Linked DNA regions of Mus musculus: regions 1 and 3 are each linked to region 2. The links are chromatin contacts, called in public HiChIP or PLAC-seq maps. All regions are on one chromosome and are shown on one strand. Each heading gives the region's core, a stretch centred on a gene start, on an enhancer-like site or on the middle of the called end of the contact. The rest is flanking DNA. Distances are from core to core; before and after follow the strand shown. Region 1 has its middle 15 kb from the start of Gm42234. Region 2 holds the start of Xrcc2 (X-ray repair complementing defective repair in Chinese hamster cells 2). Region 3 has its middle 31 kb from the start of Gm42234.

Region 1 (3,317 bases), core at 574-3,073, 51 kb after region 2:
AACATCTGATCCTTCTCAAGTGCTGGGATTACAGATGTATGTCATCATACCTAGTGTATGTTATTTGTCCTGTGTGTGATGTATAAATGTTTTATCACATGCATGTGGTGCCCATAGAAGTCAAACCCTGGGTCTCCCCTGCAAGAACATGTGCTCCTATCCAAAGCCACTCCTTAGCCTCATGTTTGTTTAGTTTACCTTTGTGCCATGGTCTTCTGGAACCCAGGCTGGCCTCAAGTTCATTGTGTAGTGAAGGGATGCCCTTGATCTTCTTTGCCTCCACAGCCCAAATCCTGGGGTTAGAAGTATGCACCTGGGGCTGGAGAGATGGCTCAGTGGTTAAGAGCACTGTCTGCTCTTCCAGAGGTCCTGAGTTCAATTCCCAGCAACCACATAGTGGCTCACAACCATCTGTAATGAGATCTGATGCCCTCTTCTGGTGTGTCTGAAGACAGCAACAGTGCACTCATATACATAAAATTAATAAATCTTAAACAAAAAAGTATGCACCTGTACTGGCTGGTTTTGAGCGTCAACTTGACACAGGCTGGAGTTATCACAGAGAAAGGAGCTTCAGTTGAGGAAATGCCTCCATGAGATCCAACTGTAAGGCATTTTCTCAATTAGTGATCAAGGGGGAGGGCCTCTTGTGAGTGGTAGCATCTCTGGGCTGGTAGTCTTGGGTTCTATAAGGAAGCAGGCTGAGCAAGCCAGGGGAAGCAAGCCAGTAAGGAACATCCCTCCATGGCCTCTGCATCAGCTCCTGCTTTTTGACCTGCTTGAGTTCTAGTCCTGACTTCCTTTGATGATAAACAGCAGTGTGTAAGTGGAATAAACCCTTTCCTCCCCAACTGCTTCTTGGTCATGATGTTTGTGCAGGAATAGAAACCCTAACTAAGACAGCACCTGAATCCTCCAAGCTGCTGAGCACACAGTAAGCCTTCAAGTTTCCATCTGTACCATAAATAGTGTTGACTTATGTTTTCTGCTCTCCATCAGTCTCCTCGCATGGGGACCCTCTCTCCCATCCCAAAGACGCATTACCTCACAGCTAATTTGTAAAGACAGAATGGAATAAAGGCCAGTAATTGACTCTGTTCTAAGGAAGCCATGCAGTGAGGAGATGCCTGTGCCTCAAGGACCCTGGCCACTTCATTATAGCTCTGCGGCAAGCTGTGGGAGAGAAAGGAGACCCGAGAGGGAGCCAGGTAATGGCCCAAACGTCTTACGTGCACCCTTAAGGACCCCACACCCACCCGTGTGGGGCTTGCAGGGAGCCAAGCCACTAGGAAAATGTTTCCCCCAGTCCTTCATATTTCCGGGACAGCGGTCCGTTTATTTCCCATCTTCTTGCCTAAGGAATTACTTCAATGAGAACCAAGAAAGACAGTGGTGATGGCTCACCTTCGCTGTCAACCTGACTGGAATCACATAGGAGGCACACTTCTGGGAGAGGGCTTCCAGAGAGGGTTAATGAAGAAGACCCACTTCCAAAGTGTGCAGCATCGTCCTGTAGGCTGGGGTCTCAGGATAAATACAAAAGAGCAGGAAAAACGACGATCAGAGCACTAGTAAGTAGCCCCGTTCCTGCCTACAGAAGCATTGTGGCCAGCTGCCTCGCTCTGGGGCAGCAGCTGGAGGCCACTCTTCCCTTTGTCCTGCCCACCACAGGGGGCTGCATCCTCTGACCCTGAGCCAAAATAAGCCGTTCCTCCCCTGAGCTGCTCCTTCTCAGGTGTATCTGATCTCCAGGAAGGAGCTGAGGAAGGAACGCAGCGTCCAGCTCAGGCAGACCGTCCACATGACCACACAGCTGTGGGCCCCCGCTCGGCTGTCTTAGCAGTGCGGCTGGAGAGTGACTGGCGGAGCGCACTGAGTTCCAGGCCCAGGCTTTGTCCGTGGGACTGCATTGATTCATCCTCTCTCCTTCGTTAGTGAGTGGATCTGCTTGCTGAGAATGTTCTCTGACCATCAGTAGGACACTCAGGGAGCCTATCCAAATCAGTGTAAGAAGAAAGGGACCCCATTTGCTGAGAGATCATCCCGAGATAGATCTTCCGCATCTGAACTACATTCGGGACTGAGCAAAGCTTCAGCACTTTACTGCTGTTCCCACTTGCCTATCTCTGGAATTAGAATACGTTTGTTTTTGTTTGTTTGTTTTACACTTAGGTTCTTTGAGCATACTTTGATACTTTTCCTTACTGCGGTTCCCTCCTGCTTATCTCTGAGACTATAACACATTTTTTTAAAAACACCTAGGGACACTGCGCGTGCTCAAAAGCATGGGGCGGCAACGCAGGAAACTTGATATCCTCAGATATTCTAAGTCCTAAAAGAAGCCCAGTGCTCCACAGCTTCAGGACCCACATAGACTCCTGCTAGCTGGGTTGGCTCTGGGAAGGGCTGGCTGGACCCAGGGACCCCAGTGTTCAGCAGTCCAGTTACTGCGCAGAAGTAATAGCAGTCCTTTGGGCTAATGGAGGTGTCCCAAGTTCCATATTTAATGATCAACGCTGGAAGATAATCTATGTAAAATGCTAATCTGCCTCTATGCCTAGAACTCAGGAGATAGAGGAGGAGGTTCAGGCTGCTGGCTAATTTGGGGTAGTAGCAAATTTGAAGCTATCCTGGGTTGTATGAGACCCCATCTCAAACAACTGAAAACTGTTTGGCATAAAACATTTGGCACATGTTTGTGAGATCACTGACTTCATTTCAAGCAGCTGTGAGTTTCTGCCTTTTCATCCCTCTGCTAACCTGACCTAGGACTGGGCTGCCTCCTGCATCCACAGCAAACACAGTGAGAAGGCTGATTCCATGACAGGCTTCAAATGAACAGTTAAGGAGACTAGACCTAAAAATACAGGCTTGGCTTTGAGCAGCCAGTCAGAAACTGCCCTATCACCTGCCCTGAAGCAAGGACAATGGGTCAGCAGTTTCCTGCTGGCCCCCACGCCCCAGTAACGGAATGTCCTTTGTGATAGAGTAAGACAAAGCCAACCTACCTCGGGATTCCCCTAAGGAGCTTTAAATTGAACCTGTGAACTTCAGAGTCTCTCTATCTTGGTAATGGGAGACCCCAGCATGCTGGACTTCTGCAGAATAAATCACTCTGCATTTATATCCTATGTGAGTCTGGGGTGTCATTCTTCTGCGAAGCATGGATCCTTACAACAGGAGTTGGTCTGGCTTTGGCATCTCTGGTGCCTTAAAAATGCTGTGACCCCCCATGTGTTTAAAAGTGCCCATAAACCTCTATGGTTTGAGCCTTTTATTTCTGTCCTATCCTATGCTATAGCTCTTCAGTGTATCCT
Region 2 (3,436 bases), core at 75-2,574:
GTGAGGCTATGCCAGTGTCCGGCAAATACAGAAGTGGATGCTCACAGTCATCTATCAGATGGAACACAGGGCCCCTAATGAAGGAGCTAGAGGAAGTACCCAAGGAGCTAAAGGGGTCTGCAACCCTATAGGAGGAACAACAATATGAACTAACCAGTACCCCTCCCCCAGAGCTGTGTCTCTAGCTGCATATGTAGCAGAGGATGGCCTAGTCGGCCATCAATGGAAGGAGAGACCCTGGTCTTGCAAAGATCATATGCCCCAGTACAGGGGAATGCCAGGGCCAGACAATGGGAGTGGGTGAGTTGGGAAGCAGGGCGAGGGGAGGGTATAGGGGACTTTGGGGATAGCATTTGAAATGTAAATAAAGAAAATATCTAAGAAAGAATGAAAGAAAGAAAGAAAGAAAGAAAGAAAAGAGAGAAAAGAGAGAAAAGAAAGGAGGAAAGAAAGAGAGAGAGAGAGAAAGAAAGAAAACAAACAAAAGGCAAACAACAAACCTAACCAAACCAAGAGCTTGAAAACTTCACAGGCTCAGTGTATTTCCACAGTTCTTTTCAATTCAATATACATTTTTCTCTTCCCACCCCAGTTATCTATAAATACCACAGCCAGTCATAGGCTTTTGCCTCAAGAAAGGACAAGAAGAGCGAGCTTGCTCAGTAACGGTGTTACTTCTCCTGTTAATCTGGTTATGCTGTTCTGCCCAGAGTAGTCTCCTGGGCTCGAACTATTATCTGGCTTCAGCCTCAGGAGTTGTTGGGACCACTGACACACCAAAAGCCCAAATCAGTAAACTTTTGTCCTAGTACCTTTGAGACACAATCTCATACTACAGCCCAAACTATAGCCTGATCCGACTCTTGGTGATTCTCTGCCTCAGCCTCCCGAGTGCTAGGATCACAGGCATACACAACCGTGGCAGGAAGATGTACTTTAAGTTTCTTTAGAACAAGTAAGCACGGGCAGTGGTGGTGATCGCCTTTAATCCCAGCACTCAGGAGGTAGAGGCAGGCAGACTTCTGTGAGTTCGAGGCCAGCCTGGTCTACATAGTGAATTCCAGGACAGCCACGACTACATAGGAAGTTCGTCTCTAAAAAACAAAAACAAAAAACTAAATAAGATTTAGAAATCACGTACATGTTAATTTTGCCTGATAAAGACCCGTCGAGATGAGTAACTGAAGATAACATAAGGACCATAAGGACTAAAGGAAACGCAGGAGACTGGCGTCACCAAGAGGGCGCCGCAGCTTTACTGCGCATGCCCTCGGCTTCTCTGGCTCCGAGCCCGCACAGTGCGCACGCGCACACAGGGTCATTGCTTTGACTGGCTGCGTCTTTCGCGCTTTTGCTAAATGGCGTTGCTGGCGGGTAGGTTGAACCCGCGGAGCTGGCCGGGCGATGTGTAGCGACTTTCGCAGAGCGGAATCCGGGACAGAGGTGAGAGCCGCGGGGCGACGGGAGGGCCGCGCACTACAGGGGGAGGTCGCCGAGCGGCGCCCAGGGCCACCGTGGGGCGGCGCGACAGCCGCCAGTGAACCGGTCAGGGATGGCGAGCCGTGCAGCAGGAGCTGGGGAAGGGAGGACCACCAGTTGAGGCATCAGTAGACGTTTTCTAAATTTAGGTAGCTTGCTTCACCTCTAACTAACCTGTTTGTGGCATCCGGCCTTCTGTATCCCAGAATACCCCTGTCGTCTATCTCTCCAGAGCCACGCAAGCCATTTCACTCAGGAACCGTTAAACGTTAACGTGTGTTACTTGTTCGAGTACTGTCAGCCAAGAGTTGGGAATAAGAAGCAACAACAACAAAATTAATCAACAGGCATGGTGGTACACGCCTTTAATCCTAGCACTAAAGAGGCGGAGGCAGGCAGATCTCTATGAGTTTGAAGTTAGCCTTTATATAGGTAGGTCCAGGCCAGTCAGGGCTCTATAGTGAGACCCTCTCTCACAAAACAAAATGTAATAATCGAAGCTTCTGTAAAATATACAGCATATGGTAAAAGCATGCCTCTCCAAAAGAGGGTAAGACAAATTGTAGGAGGAGCTAACTTAAATGTATTCAGAGGGGATCCAGGTAGCTCACGCTGGCCTTGAGCTTGCCGTGCAGCTGAGTATAACCTTGTCCTAGTTATTTATTTGTAGAAATTATGTAAATGAATGTGTGTCTGTGGGTTGGTATGTACCCATGTGTGTAGATGAATTTGGAGGCCAGAGGAAAAGGTGTCAGATGATCAGGAGCCGGGGTTATTAGCAATTGAGTTATCTGAGCCAAACTCATGTTCTCTGTAAGAGCAAAACCCATTCTTAACTGAAATCCATCTCTCTGGCCCCTAACCTTCGACTTCTGACCGTCCTGCCTCCGGAATGCTAGGATTACAAGTGTGTGCTACAGTGCCCTGTTATCCACTGCCAAGGATGGAATCCAGGCTTTCATGATTCCTAGGCATGGGATCTGCCACCAGAGCTACCGTTCCCAGCCCCTGAACTGGCACTGTAAGGACTGTTCAGTGGTTTGCTGCTGAGGAGGGAGCAGCTCAGGTATGGTCTGAACTTAGCAAGGGCAGCAGTTCCAACCTGTGGGTCACTGCCCCTTTCGCAGTCCTCTATCTCAAAAAATATTTACATTACAATTCATAACAGTAATAAAATGACAGTTAGGAAGTAGCTTCAAAAATAATTGTATGGTTGGGAGTCATTGCAGCAGGAGGAACTGTGCTACGGGGTTGAAGCGTTAAGAAGGTTGCTTTAGGGGAACAGCCAGTGGTTCTGTAGAGTCGGAACAAAGACAATGTTGGGAAGCGAGCTTTAAGAAATAGGTGGAGTACGCATCTCCCTGTGTAAACCCAGCCTGACGGACACACACGCACACACACACACACACACACACACACACATGCACACACACCACACACACACACACACACCACACACCACACACACACCACACACACTCACCACACACACACACACACACACACACATACACCACACACACACACCACACACACTCACCACACACACACACACACACATACACCACACACATACACACACCACACACACTCACCACACACGCACACATACACCATACACACACACACACCACACACACACACACTCACCACACACGCACACATACACCATACACACACACACACACACACACATACACTCACCACACGCACACACACACATGCACACACACACACACCACACACACACACACCACACACTCACCACACACACACACACACACACCACAATACTGTTTCTCACTTCCCTCCCAGGTCACCCACCAGGCTTTTCTCTAAATGCACTGAACATGGCAACTTCATAATACACAATAAATATTGATAACGGTGTCTGGTTTTCACTGGGAAAAAAGAAGCTACAGAGCTGCCTCTTTGTCATAGACAGATATTAAGTAAG
Region 3 (3,018 bases), core at 301-2,800, 34 kb after region 2:
GATCTAGACCTCAGACCCAAATCCCAGATACCCCAAACTCACAAGAAAACATTTCTAAAGGAGCGACCCATGAGAGCGACTGTCTCCCTCAGGACTGAAAATCATGGGCTCTATGATTTTCTTTAACTTAGTCTACTGAGCTGTTCAAGGCTGAATCCCGGCACTTGAGAGGTAGAGGCAAGAGGCCTCAGGTACAGAGCAAGTTCAAGGCCAGCCTCAGCTATCTGAGACCCTAACTCAATAAACAAAACTAAATAAACGGCCTGGCTCAAATCCTTCATGTCCTTTGAGGCCTCTCTGATCCTCCTTGACAGAGCTAACGCCTGCAAACTTAACAGTATCCTCCATTTGAGACTTGTGTACTCACTTGGCTAACCTCCCAGTTAGTTCCAAGAGAACTAGTTTTCAATCCTATACTTTTATAGCTTCCACCGAGTTTGTTGCTTTGTTGCATAGGAGGCTCTCAGTCAGTCGTGGCTGTTGGCTGGAGAGTTAGGAAGCAGATTGTTTCTGGCCAGCGACACTGTTCGATTGCCCTGAGATCACGAGGGTGGGGTTCTCCGTGTACGCGCACGCGTGCACGTGCGCAAGCCGCAGTTTTCAGCCGTCCACGCCCACAATTGTCGTGTGTTCCCCCCCCCCCTCCCCCCGTGCTCAATGTTGTGCTCAGCTTTGTAGCTGCATGTGTTTAGCAGAGCGCTTCTGGAACTATTCTAAATGTTCAATGTGCCATTTAAATTGGACTCATCTAATGAAGAGCAGGGTGCGGAGAGAGAGAACAAACCTGGTTTCGTATGAGAACATGCATTTCACATTTGGGTGAGTGAGAGGCTTATTAAAGCAACATGTCCTACTCTTCATGCTAAAATCTAATAAGGTCTATTAAATTAAAGTATTAGAGGCGGGGCTATGACTCAGTGCTGGAGCACTTGCCCGGTGTGCTGGGGGCCCTGGGTTCTATCCTCCAGGGAAGCTGGCACGGCGGTGCGTGGTGGGCGGCACACCGCGGAACTTCAGCACTGAAGGACAAGTCCAACACGATATCTGGGACCACTTCCTCTCTCCAGGCTAGCCTGTCTAGAAACTAAGTTATAGAAACTAAGGGTAAAATACACATCTTCGTATATGTAACACGTGTCTTGGAACCTGGCTCAGAAGAATATAATAAATAGCCCTTGACTGAGTAGTTAAAGTCGCTGTGACCTAACACAGATCAGAAGGGATTGCTTTGCTATGTGACCGTAAATCCCGATCCAGATACTTCCTAGGACAAAGTACTCATGACCACGTGGGCACTTGGGGTTCAGGTCTTGCTGTTTTGCAGCAGTAGTCCTAAGCTCAGTGGCTGTGCAAATGAGCCCGGGTTCCTGCTCAAATGCACACGGCTTAGCTTCACACCCAGGACCTGGGACTATGCCTTTCTTCCAGGCTCCTGGACGGTGCTCTGGAATTAGTCTGATGGCTCCTAAAGATTCCACGGGCAATGTGGTGCCCCAGACTCTGAGGCTGCTCTGTGATCTATTCTAGAGATGCCTCTTTGTTTCTGTACTAGCCCACAGAGCTGCTATTTTACCATGCAAAATAGGACTCAGCCACCTTCCTTTAGAACAATGAGGTATTGTAATGGACAAGCAGATCGCCATTAGAAAAGGGATTCTTAGGTTCTCTGCAGAAACAAATTCACCTCATTTGAAATGAGTCAAACAAGGGGCTGGAGACTCTGCTCTTGCAGAAGACCCAAGTTTGGCAATGAGTACTCATACTCACTTGGGAAGGCTCATCATGGCCACCTGTTAACTCCAGCTCCAGGAGCTCCAACGCCCTCTTCTGGCCTCTGCCAGCACCTGTACACATGTGTACATACCACACGTGCTCATCCATAATTAAAAATAAAAAAGAAACTAGTCAAACCAGTAAGCATCGCTTTTTTATCCTCACTTCACAGACAAGGGTTCCCAGGGCCTTTGGAATACTTCACTGCATTTCTGCAGCAAGAAACGTTCTCCTTTCTGAAGTTTGCAAATGTAAAGGTAATTCAGATCCTACATGTGAGAGCTAAACCTAAACACACCATGTTATGGAGAACACTTGGCCACATGAAGTAGGCAGTGTTCTCTCAGATGTTGAAAAGCCACATCATACGGCTTGGTAGGGTGGTGCGCACCTTTAATCACAGTGTTCCGGAGACAGAAGCAGGCAGATCTCTGAGCTTGAGGCAAGCCTGGTCTACAGAGTTAGTTCCAAGCCATCACGCGCTACTACATGATAAGACCCTGTCTCAATCAAGAAAACACAATTGACCTCAGGAAAGGGCTAGAGTGTATAGGTTAGAAAGACCAGCACAGGGGCTCTATGTGCTATGGGGAAGCCCTCATCCCTGCTGGGTAAAGACTGCAGTGTGACTCACAGACACCCAGAAATGACCCTCCACCTATGCTTCATTAGGAAGCCGAGTGAATTCATTGGTTGCCCAGAATGAATTTTGGGGAGGTATGGGGGACCTGGGAAGGAATTTTTGTAACACTTGTCTTCAGTTAAACGTCGAGGAGTGCTGTGCCAGGATTTAAAATGTTGAGTTTTGAAGTTGCCCTCTAGGTAGGAAGAATGAACCCCTTTAAGCATGTCCAACATTCCTCTCCCCACACCTCTGTGTGTGTGTGTGTGTGTGTGTGTGTGTGTGTGTGTGTGTGTTCCTGTGGTGAGGTGCACCTGTGTGTGGTGGAGGCAAGAACTCATTTGTGTATATGTTTTCCCTAAGAGAAAAGCAGGGTCTCTCGCTTGGACTCACTATTTAGCCTGGGCTGCCTGGCTAGAGAGACATCCTCTATCTCTGCCTCCAATGCTGGAATTATAATCGCACACTACCTTGCCCAGCTTTTTAATAAGAGTTCTAGGATCTGAATTCAGGTCCTCTACATCCTTGGCCCCAACCAATTTGTTATACAAGGTATTCCACTGTAGTCCAAGCTGGCCTGAAACTTACTGTGTGGCCCTGTCTTGCCTCAGATTTGTGGCGAT

The links. HiChIP or PLAC-seq counts read pairs in DNA pulled down with a chosen protein or histone mark.
Region 1: a contact with region 2 is called in an H3K27ac HiChIP or PLAC-seq map of extraembryonic endoderm stem cells. The contact joins the enhancer-like site here to the promoter of Xrcc2 in region 2. A contact is called at or near these places in 2 of 39 promoter capture datasets (3T3-L1-derived adipocytes and the HPC-7 cell line), 1 of 484 Hi-C or Micro-C datasets (colorectal tumor organoids), 3 of 115 datasets of contacts at active chromatin or transcription factors (embryonic stem cells and extraembryonic endoderm stem cells) and 3 of 9 other capture datasets (adipose tissue, liver and pancreatic islet).
Region 3: an H3K4me3 HiChIP or PLAC-seq map of embryonic stem cells shows a contact between it and region 2, with 5 times the contacts expected there. The contact joins the enhancer-like site here to the promoter of Xrcc2 in region 2. A contact is called at or near these places in 2 of 484 Hi-C or Micro-C datasets (the N1E-115 cell line and colorectal tumor organoids), 6 of 115 datasets of contacts at active chromatin or transcription factors (the SCID.adh cell line and embryonic stem cells) and 2 of 9 other capture datasets (liver and pancreatic islet).

What each region holds. Positions count from the first base shown.
Region 1 is chr5:25,653,182-25,656,498 of GRCm38.p6, reverse strand. No RefSeq gene overlaps it. Among named protein-coding and RNA genes, the nearest start is that of Gm42234, 15 kb to the right of the region's middle. Within about 2 kb of position 1,823, at least 51 of the 459 cell types and tissues checked have an H3K27ac peak or open chromatin away from gene starts, as enhancers often do. A contact at or near this core is called in extraembryonic endoderm stem cells, where this site is marked.
Region 2 is chr5:25,703,685-25,707,120 of GRCm38.p6, reverse strand. Xrcc2 (X-ray repair complementing defective repair in Chinese hamster cells 2) reads left to right here and starts at 1,324. Exons shown (of 3, transcript NM_020570.2): 1 at 1,324-1,443. The coding sequence starts at 1,405.
Region 3 is chr5:25,669,848-25,672,865 of GRCm38.p6, reverse strand. No RefSeq gene overlaps it. Among named protein-coding and RNA genes, the nearest start is that of Gm42234, 31 kb to the right of the region's middle. Within about 2 kb of position 1,550, at least 15 of the 459 cell types and tissues checked have an H3K27ac peak or open chromatin away from gene starts, as enhancers often do. A contact at or near this core is called in the N1E-115 cell line and embryonic stem cells, where this site is marked.